Regions from separate parts of the Sus scrofa genome. Here region 1 is linked to region 2. A link is a contact called in public Hi-C data. All regions are on one chromosome and are shown on one strand. Each heading gives the region's core, a stretch centred on a gene start, on an enhancer-like site or on the middle of the called end of the contact. The rest is flanking DNA. Distances are from core to core; before and after follow the strand shown. Region 1 holds the start of SOX1 (transcription factor SOX-1). Region 2 has its middle 120 kb from the start of TEX29.

What was found. Hi-C and Micro-C count contacts between places; a contact is called where the count stands out from the background.
Region 1: a Hi-C map of epiblast stem cells shows a contact between it and region 2, with 2.2 times the contacts expected there. The contact joins the promoter of SOX1 here to the enhancer-like site in region 2. A contact is called at or near these places in 5 of 47 Hi-C or Micro-C datasets (embryonic fibroblasts, epiblast stem cells, fetal heart ventricle and 2 more).

Annotation. Positions count from the first base shown.
Region 1 is chr11:77,983,436-77,988,245 of Sscrofa11.1, reverse strand. SOX1 (transcription factor SOX-1) reads right to left here and starts at 2,475. Exons shown (of 1, transcript XM_021065935.1): 1 at 1-2,475. The coding sequence starts at 2,046. The coding sequence ends at 892.
Region 2 is chr11:77,645,449-77,650,829 of Sscrofa11.1, reverse strand. No RefSeq gene overlaps it. Among named protein-coding and RNA genes, the nearest start is that of TEX29, 120 kb to the right of the region's middle. Within about 2 kb of position 2,334, at least 2 of the 83 cell types and tissues checked have an H3K27ac peak or open chromatin away from gene starts, as enhancers often do. A contact at or near this core is called in epiblast stem cells, where this site is marked.

The DNA of each region.
Region 1 (4,810 bases), core at 1,226-3,725, 340 kb before region 2:
CAGGGGCCCCCTCCGTTCTATTTATTTACTTCATGTTGATCATTTTTCTTCCTCTTCTGTCAGATTTACTAATTGCATTCTCGGCTCCTAAAACATGAACATAAATCGAGCACGTTTCAGGTTTATGGGGAAAAAAAACCGGGCTTTTCTCTCTTAAATTTATTGACTCAAAGCTGATGCATTTTGGGGGTGGGGTTCTTTTTTCGTTTTTAGAAGAAAAGCTTTTTAGGAAACTCTGTACATAATCCGAATCCCCCTCCCCACACCGCAACGCCTAAAAGAAAATTTCCACAATGCATTTACATGAAATATTACAAAACAAAACCAAAAAAGGGAAATACTCAGATACAGAAAGTTTTACAAAACCCAAAATAACGCTGCCGTCTGAACGGGGTGGGTGGGGGGAATCGCTGTATAAATTAACACACCAACCCAAAAAAGCGGTAACAACTACAAAAAACTCGGGGTTGGCTCTGCCTTCCTCTATTGATAACCAATGCGAACAGCTCGCCGGCTCCCTGGCACCCGACCGCCAAGAAGCGACGCGGGGTGAGAGCTGGCGCGCGGCCGCGGTAGAAAAGTTGGAGTCGCCTCCCTTGGTTTGGTCTTTGTGTCCCCTCGAGCAAAGAAAACGCTTTCTGCCTCCTCCGCGGAAGATAAATACTGTACAAAAAGTCTCAAGAAACACCGAAGTTCAGTCTTAAACGCACAGCTGTCCCGCCGAGCGGTCCCCCGGAGCTCCCGGTAAGGGGGTGCGCGTGTCAGCTGGTGTGCCGCGCCAGCGCTTCCCTTTTTACAAGAACGCAGAAACGTCGGTACAAAAGCAAGGCCGCGCCGGGCCGGGCCGGAGGCTCCGGGCGCGCGTCGCCGGCCGCAGGGTGGCCCGCGTCCCTAAATGTGCGTCAGGGGCACCGTGCCGTTGACGCCGGCGCCCGCGCCCTGGTAGTGCTGCGGTAGCGAGTGCAGCCGGCTCTGCGCCGCGGCGGCCGCCGCCGCCGCCGGGTCGCCGCCCTCGCCAGCCGGCAAGTACATGCTGATCATCTCGCGCAGGTCCCCGGGGCACGGCGCCCGCGAGTGCGCCGGGGCCGGCGGGCTGCCACTCGGCTCCGACTTGACCAGCGAGCCGAGCGCGCCCAGGGCGCCGGACGACGCGGCCGCCGCTGCCGCCGCCGCCGCCACGGCCGAGTTCTGGTGCGCGCCGCCCGCGGCGGCGGCGGCGGCGGCCGCGGCGCCGTAGGGGAGGCCGCCGTAGCCCGAGGGCGAGGCGCTCATGTAGCCCTGGGAGTTGGAGATGGGGCTGTACTGCAGCGCGCCCATGTCGTAGCGGTGCATGGGCTGCGGGTTGTGCGGGTGCGCGTGCGGGTGGTGCGGGTGCGGGTGCGCCGGGTGCGCGTGCGGGTGCGCGCCGCCCGCGCCGGGGTGCTGCCCGTAGGCCAGCTGCGCCTCCTGCATCATGGCTGCGGCGGCCGCCGCCGCCGCCACCGAGCCGGGGTAGGCGCCGTTGGCCCAGCCGTTGACGTGCGCGTAGCCGCCGCCCGCCGCGCCGCCCGGGCTCTCGAGGCGCTGGCCCACGGCCGCGGCGCCCACACCCACGCCCATGGCCACGGCCGCACCGCCGCCGCCCGCGCCGGCCGCCAGCAGCCCGCCGGCCAGCGAGTACTTGTCCTTCTTGAGCAGCGTCTTGGTCTTGCGGCGCGGCCGGTACTTGTAATCCGGGTGCTCCTTCATGTGCAGGGCGCGCAGTCGCTTGGCCTCGTCGATGAACGGCCGCTTCTCGGCCTCGGACATGACCTTCCACTCGGCACCCAGGCGCTTGCTGATCTCCGAGTTGTGCATCTTCGGGTTCTCCTGGGCCATCTTGCGCCGCTGTCCGCGGGACCACACCATGAAGGCGTTCATGGGCCGCTTGACCCGGTCCTGGTTGGCCTTGGCGCCCCCGCCGCCGCCACCTCCGCCCCCGCCCGCCCCGGCCGGGCCCGACAGGTTCGTGGGGGCCTGGGCGCCGCCGGGCGAGTGCAGGTCGGTCTCCATCATCATGCTGTACATCGGGGCGGCTCACGGGTTCACCGGCACCGCGCGGAGAGGGCCCGGAGCATAGACGGCCGGGGGGCGGGGGGATGGAGAGGGGCTCAGACGGAGCGAGATGTAGGTAGGGGGGAGAGGTCCGGGCAGAGAGGAGGCTGGGGAGAGGTGGAGGCGACCGCGAAAAAAAAGGAGGCAGGAACACACACACTCGGCGCCGGTCCGGCTCGCAGGCGCAAAGTTTCTCTCCGGCGCAAACCACTTGCTAAAGAGGTCGAGGGCCGGGGTCGCCGTCGTCACCGCCGCCGCAGCCGGGTCGCCTTCGGCGGAGTGGTGCAAACAGGTGCGGTCGTGGCCAAGTTGCAGCTCCACTTCGCGGGATGCGAGCGGTGCGCGGGGCCCGGCCGGGGGCTCGCCGCCGCCTCCTCCTCGCCCGCCGCCGCGCTGCCTCCTTTCTCCAGCGCTCGGTCCTCGGCGGCGGCCTCCAACTCCGGGGCTGCAACTTCTAGCAGGGCGGCGCGCCGCGTGCGCTGGGCATGTGCGGGTCCCAGGTGCCCGGGGGGAGCGAGGCGCCGAGGGGGGGAGCGGAGGGGGGCGGGGGGGGGCGATCGCGGCGCCGCCGGGGAGGGGGGCCAGGGGCAGCTGAGGGGGCGCAGGCGCGCGGAGAGGGCCAGAGAGCAGGCGGCCGAGCCCGGTACGGGCTGCCCGCTGCCTGCCCGGGGCCGTGCGCTCGGAGCGGAGGCGCACGCGGGGCCGGCGGCGCGCGGGGCCCAGCAGCCATACGCCGGGCCCGGGCTGCCATTAAATGAGCGCGCCGCGGCCAATGGGAGCCGGCGGCGGCGGTGATTTGCATGGCGCGCTGGCGAGTGACGTGGGGAGGGAGTAGGTGCACCGGGCGCGGGCGGCAGAGCGGGGAGGAGGGGAGGAAGGAGGGGGAAGGCAGGCCCGGGAGGGGGTCACAGCCACGCTGCTTCCTGAGCGCGCGCGGCGGCGGCGGCGAACCCGAGCGCACCCTCCTCGCCTCTCCCCGCCCGCGCGCTCCGAGCGACGAGCGATCGGGTTTAAAAGCGGAGACGGAGAAAGAATTATGCGGGGCGGGGGTGCGGGTGAGGCCTGGGGGGAATGCAGCCCCGAACCTTGTTTAAAGGAGCGCAAAGGAGCCCCAGCGCCTCCTCCGCTCCCCCGCCTGCCTCCTCTGCTCCTGCGGGGGAGAGGAAAGTTGCCGGCGAGGCGGGATCCTCGGCCCGAGGGCTGGGAAGCAAGGGCGCGCCCCTGGGAGCAGGGGAGACCCTCTGAGGTGCACGACTGGAGGGACCCCCCCCCCTCCCCGCGAGGCTCGGACGGCGCGGTCCCCCACCCTCCCAAGGAAGCGCGCTGCGCCGCCGCCGCGCAGAAGTCCTCCAGTGCCCCCTCTCGTAGGCAGGGCCTCCACATCCAGGCCGCAAGCATCCTGTCAAGGGGGAGCATTTGTGTCGGGCTTGGCTCCACGGCAGCTTTAGCTCTAGCCCTGAACTTTTATTTTGGAGAGGGGTCTTGCAATGAGCCTGGGGGTTGTAACCACGTGCTCCTCTCAATTTGGCTTCTTCCTCCTGAAAAGGAATTTCTAGGAAGGTTTGAAAACAACAACCATCTGCAATCTAGTTCCTCCACAACAGTTGAAAAAGTTTCTTGAAATCGCAAAAAAAAAAAAAAAAAAAAAAAAAAAAAGAGAGACCTAGCCATTGCGGCGAATCTTCCAACAAGATGTTTGCCTAAGGACTAGGAAAACTTGGAGAAGGGAGCCGGGCCACCCGAACCCAAATCGGAAAAGCAGGGCCTTGGGACTAAGGGACAGATGCCCGTTTTCTGGAATGATTATCCACCTGGGGTTATAGTTCTTAATCCTCGAAGGGTTCTCAATACCGGGAAGTACAGAATTTGCACACGCATTCTCAAATAACACAGCGCTCGTGCTGCCGTCTCCACCGGAAGGGTTTTAAAGTGGCCTGAAGACTCGGAGACGAGCGGCTGGGTCCAAACACCCCTCCCTAGACCTCTTGGAGGAAGGGATGCTGCCTGTGCACCAGAGAGGGAGGCGCTCAGGACTTTGCTGGTGGGTGAAGTGGTGCCTAACCAAAGTGCCAGGACTGACTACCTTACAAGAGAGATAAACACATGACGATGGTGGTGACCATTTTAGGAGGAGCCGCGCGGATGTTTAGGTCTGTTGGGCAGTGAATACCTGCAGCCTTTCCCCCTTTCCCCCTCTCCATTAAAAAGAAAATTCTTGAGGTTGTGAATTTCCTGACTCTATTGCTTGTCCAAGGTACAGGAATAATGCTTTCTTTCCTCTCAATGACTATGATTATTACTCTAGCATTTTTTTTTTATTGCAGGGTTTGCTCCCGTATGCAGTGCAAGAACAAATTGGTCTCTGCAGATTAAAGTGCTTTCATTTCAGGGTATTCAGCATTTAATAGTGAACTCATCAAATAATATATAATTATATTAGAAAGGAAATGTCAGTTCATATTTATTTTTCACCAAATATCTAAGTTATCAACTTGGTTTTCAACTCCCTTCTTATTTCCCCAGTCGAGTTTGTTAAATCTCTTGATTGGTTTCCTGCACCACCTCCAAATATCGGTTACATTATGAATGAACAACAACAAGACAAAAGAACAAGAGTATTGTTTAAGAATATGCCAGAGATCTGTTTTTCTTTGATAATTTAGGAGGCGATGGGTGTGAGTGAGATCCAGTGTGTTAGGGAAAGCCAGCAAGACTGAAATAAAGGAAACGGTTTACA
Region 2 (5,381 bases), core at 1,085-3,584:
AGCTGAGGACCAGGGAGCTGCCGTGGCAGGTGGTGAACATTTAAAACGTCAGAAACGTCTCCTTGCGTCGCTGTGGGAAAAGGGACAACGGAAATGAGTTTTCTCGGTTAATTACACAAAAGCTCTGTTTCCCACATTCAAAAGCAGGTTGGTGTCACCTGGTCTGGTGCCACAGTTTTAAATGCATCGAGGCCAAACTGCAAACACTTCGTCTAAGCCCTGCAGCCACAGCTGCTCTGTGATGCGACAGCCACCCCGGCGGGGACAAAAGCTTGGGATCTTGTCTATTTTCTCATAACGTTTTTCCTCATTCTTTACGCAGATCGAACCACACAAAATCTGCTGTGTCGGGAGAATGAACTATTGCAGGCCTCGTGCACAGAACAACCGACCTGAATGCCAGCACAGTCACAGCAATTAATGTCACGGCAAGGAGGTACCGTGCCTGGATCTCAAGGACCAGCTCCGTGCACCCCCAAAGCAAAGTGGGGGGCAGGCAACACTGTGGGAGGGCTGGGGCCTTCCAGGCAGTTAATCGAGTCAAAGAGGGAGGGTGGGAACAGAACCGGGGGGGAAAGTTAGAAAAAAGGGACACATACACACGTGTGCGCACACACACACACACACACACACACACACACACACAAGCAAGGGCTCTCTCCTTTCAGATCAGGGCCTCCATCCGCCCGAGGCTGCCTGACCACCCGCCCAAGATGGAGAAAACCGGCCCCTTGCAGCTGTTATGGGCAATTCCAAGTTCAGCCACGACAGTGGCAATCTGTCACAGGGCTCGGTCCACACGCGTGGCGTCCTGCCCTTCGGAGGCAAAGCCGCACGCCTCCTGCCCAGGAGTATTCCCGGCGGCCTGTGGCTTTGCTTGCACAGAGCACATGCACGAGGTGACCAGAGAGACCAAGCTCTCAGCAGCCGTCCTCCGGGCGACGTGCAATCATTTGTTTCAGCGGATGGCATCAGCCTGCCATTGGCTCTCGCATGCACTCACACATCCTAACAGCCGGCCGACTCGGCCCGGCCCGGGGCCGGCGGGACCCCCCGACACGCAGCGCCACTGCGAGGAGGGCCCTGCTGGCTGCGGCTTCCCCGTGGAGTGGGCGAGGGCCCGCTGAGGAGGTCAGACTCGGAAACTACTTAGTAAGGCTGCCGGCAGGGTGTATTTTCCAGTTCAATCATCTTCCCTAATCAAATAACATCCCTTGATCTTTTCATCAATGCTAAGTGTGTTTTTTAATAGACATGATGGCGTTTGGATGACGTTTAGTTAGTAGACTCGGAATCTGTGGCATTGATTGGGTTCTCTGCCCGTCCCTGAAGGCACCGGGGTCCCCTCCAGGCTCCCGAGGTCAGGGCTGTCTGCACAAACGCTGGCTCGCCAACCTCTGCGCATCCCGCAGGCGCGACAAGGGAATCCTAAAGACAACTGGAAATTTCCTTCTGCCTCCAGTGCGGATCTGGCAGCCCCGCCGCTAGCATTTCTTATTGTCCCCGATTTACTGCGTTTGCTCGTTCATTAATAATTTAACGTCTAGAAAAAAACAAGCTCTTCAAAGCATAGATGCACAAAAAATCCTTTCAAAGCTAAATAAACTAATTTTGGGGAGTCAGAGTTAAACGTCTTTGTGTTTTGAAATGGCAGTTCCGCCTTGCAGGCTTAATTAAAGCTACTGGATGTAGAGAAAAGGAAGTTTTGTTGGCGAGCTCACCTCTCCATGCCCTGTCAATTTGAACAGAGCTGGGAATCACCTCCTAATGGCTGAGAACGTGTGTACACAGGATCGCATTTTGAATCTAATCGGGCGTCGCGCTCGCACACAGAAGCATTCGTGTTTATTTGTATAGACTTAAGCAGCGACGAGGGCCCCTCTCGACAGAGCTCAAATCTGTCGCTTGAAAGCAAAGCCGGTTATCATATGGCAGCATTTCTAAAGTTACAACTTAGAGCCCAAACTGTACCAGAGCCCCTTGGCACTAGGAAATTGCCATTTCAACTCAATGATCAACCTTTGCTTTTGAAGGAGATTATTCAGGATATTGCGATAAACAGACACAGTTTTTCCTCTGCCAACAGAATCTACAGGGACGCGAGTTAGACCCTGCTCTCATCACAGCCGAGACCCAAAGGGAGGCTTGAGACTCCAGGTGACACAGGTAGCGGCACACGGTGTCCCTCGTGTGGCTTCTAGACCGGGCTTGTGCCAGGCGTTCACAGCCAGGGCGCCAGGGAAGCAAGAGGTTCCGAGCCCGCACACTCACTCAGCCGTCCCAGGGAAGGGCGGCACCGCCGCTTTCCTGGGCTCCCAGCATCCTGTCCCCCCTGGGAAGATGGTCCCCGCCTCCTCCTCCGCTGACCCCATCGCCTGACCTCAGATCTAGAGGGCAGCTCAAAATCCAGTTGCCCACGATGGGTGTTCTCTCGGGCAAAATCTACATAATCTGCTGTCAAAGACTGTCAAGCAAATGTTGGACTTCACACCCCCGGTGCTCAAACACCAGAAGGGGAGGAAGACACGGGGCTAGGATGAGAAGCAGCGCTGGCGTGGAGGACCTCTGGGAAGGTAAAAATCAAGTGTGTTCTTATGAGACGCACCTGCAAAGTGCTGCCGAGGATCGCCCAGAAATTATGCCCCAGTGAGGCGCCTCGCATCACCCCAGCCCAGACAGACAGACACAGAGTTCAGTGGCCAAAGGGGGAAAGTTGGCCGCCGCCGGGTGTTTTGGAAAAGTCTGCATTTGTTTCTCATTGCAGGATGTGCGGGGGAGGGGGGAATGGAGCCAAACAGGAGGAAAGGGTGCGTGGCAGTAACAAATCCCTTTGAAATTAGACTCTTCTGTTCACGGTATTTTTAAGAACAGTCTCGAACTGTTACTCTCAGCAGAGGCATTTATAACCTCCTAGATGAATAAATGACTTTGCTATTTCTCCTTAAGTAATACCCAATTTTAACCCACCCCGTCTTTCGACATTGGGCTAAATGCTGTGATAAAGGACCCACAGCATTTGCAGTTTGCGTGTGTCCTAGGGACTCAGTCTCACCCCAGTAAAATGCATTCAAAACTAAAGAGCAGGTATGTGTTATTTGAGCTCAAATTATTTTTAAAAAGTTCTATTATTTTTTCAAAACTTACCCAGGAAAAGTTTTTAATGCATTTTTTTTTTATTTCCAACAACGTAACGTTTAAAAATTTAGTTATGCCGTTAGATTCAGAGATCACTGCATTCTCGCAAAGGTAACGTGCTATTTTGCCTCATTATAATAAACACTAATGTTTTCACAACTGCAACAGTTCCGCTCACATTAGCATATTTTGGCTGAGGTATTGTTTTACTCTGACCTGTATAATAAGTGTCACATTAGCAAGACAACAAATCAAACGTTTGTTAATTTCCCTCGCTTTCCCACACAGCTGGTGGTGTTATCGTGTCACCAGATTTTAATTAATATGATAAGTAACACTTGCAAGACAACAGCCGGATTTTTTTCCCCTCTGTGTGCGTGAGGGGCTGTAAACCTCCTCTGCGTGTGCGTGTGTGTGTGTGTACACGCTCACGCGCGCCTGCACACACATGTGTGCAGATGGGAGAAAAGGGGAGGGAACCAAGATATTCACAAGGGCCTTTTGCATCAAATTCGTCCCTGAAAACATTCACAGCCCCACACAATGCTCTTTCCAAGCAAACTCTCATCACACCCTTTTCTCTTGCCCTTCCGGACCAAAGAGGGCCATGCACCGACGCAGAGTAAAACTCAGAAAAACAGATAATAAAATGTGCTAATTTTCATACCTGGGGTAGCTGTGTGTTTAAGGTTTTAGCAGTTACAAGAGATACAGTACTGCTGTCTTCGGAGAGGCTGAATTTAAATCTCTCCAGCCCCCACGAGAAGAGTAACAGATACAGTTCTGACTCACACCGAGACCTCTGTGAGCGGTCCCTGTGCCGAGCGCGGCTGTCGCTGCTCTTGGGTAAGTCAAAAGTGCCATCTATTTGCAAAAGCTAGAAATGCAGCCGAACTCAGCACGGAAAATCCCCGCACCCCAGATCCAGCCCTGGAGCATCTAACGCTGCGAACCACAGACTCAGAGGCTGGTTGGCTCAGCAGGGGAGAGACAGGACCAGCATAACGATGCATAAACGAAAACGCATTCCTGCAACGGTCTCACTGTCAAGTATTTCACCAGGCTGGTGCCAAGACTATTTCAAACCATTTCAATGCATGTTTGAGTAAAAACGACAGCGGAATCTAGTCCCAAAAAATCATGTAACACTTCCTAAGAATGAATGCATCTTGCCTTTCAATTTAAAAAAAAAATGATTGAATAATTTTTAAGAGACTCAGTAGAAATTAAGTCTCCAATAATATATTAACAGCGGAAACCCTTCAACTAACAGTTGAAGCTGGAGGAAAAAAATGCCAATAAGAAAAGTGGTGTTCAAAATTAGAACAACGCTCTCTAATGCTTTCTGATGCTGAATATTCTAAAGAGAAAGGAAGCCTCCTTTTCCTGGGCCTGGAAAGAAGGCCCTTTTAGGGAGCTGAAATTCTTCCACATCTTCTTATTGTTATTTAACGCAATGTTTTCCCTTAGGTTGCAAAATACAAGATTTCTCCCAATGAGGTCCAAACACTGATATTCTACCTACAAACAATTAAGCCCCAGAAGCAGGATGGCACCAACATCCCCAGAATGGTTTTCTCCTTAATAAGTAGGGTTAAGCACAGAAGCAATTTCCACACACGCAGGTGTTTGCTGAAGGGCGAGGCAGGCAGACCCAAGCCTAGTCCTGCACTAGCATCCGTGCTCCCCCCGCCCCCGCGCCCCAACAAAGCCACTCAGGAAATGGGTGGCCCAGAAGCAAACCTTCCTGCCTTCAACCAGGCGTGTAAAAACAGGCTCAGATTTTAGGTCAACGTCTAAAGGGCTTTCTCTGCAGGTCTGTCCATGCGGATCCCCCATCAACGTGGACTAGAGGGTCTGCCGGAAAACCACCCCCATGGGCTGACCGGTCCGAAATCAACCTGGGGAAAATCCACCTATGAATTCAGAAAGCAGAGGGGTCCTGGGGACCCCTGCCAAGCCAGGGCCAGAGTCTGCCGGCTGCGGGGAAGCAGAGAGCCCAACCCCACCCCCGGGCACACTGCACACCAGGAGCCCTTCTCGCTGGTCCTGGGCATCCCCTGTGGGTGGAGTGCTTCCCAGAAAGATGCCAGGGCCTCTCCTCCTGGGGGAGCGCCGGGAGAGCAGAAGACAGACGGACCCCAAGGTGCCGGTCACTGGGCTGTGGTGTTCAGTCCCACCCCACGTCCCCGGCGCCAAAACGAACCTCCCCTTGGCCTTTGGTCCACCTTCCAGCTCAGCCAAGG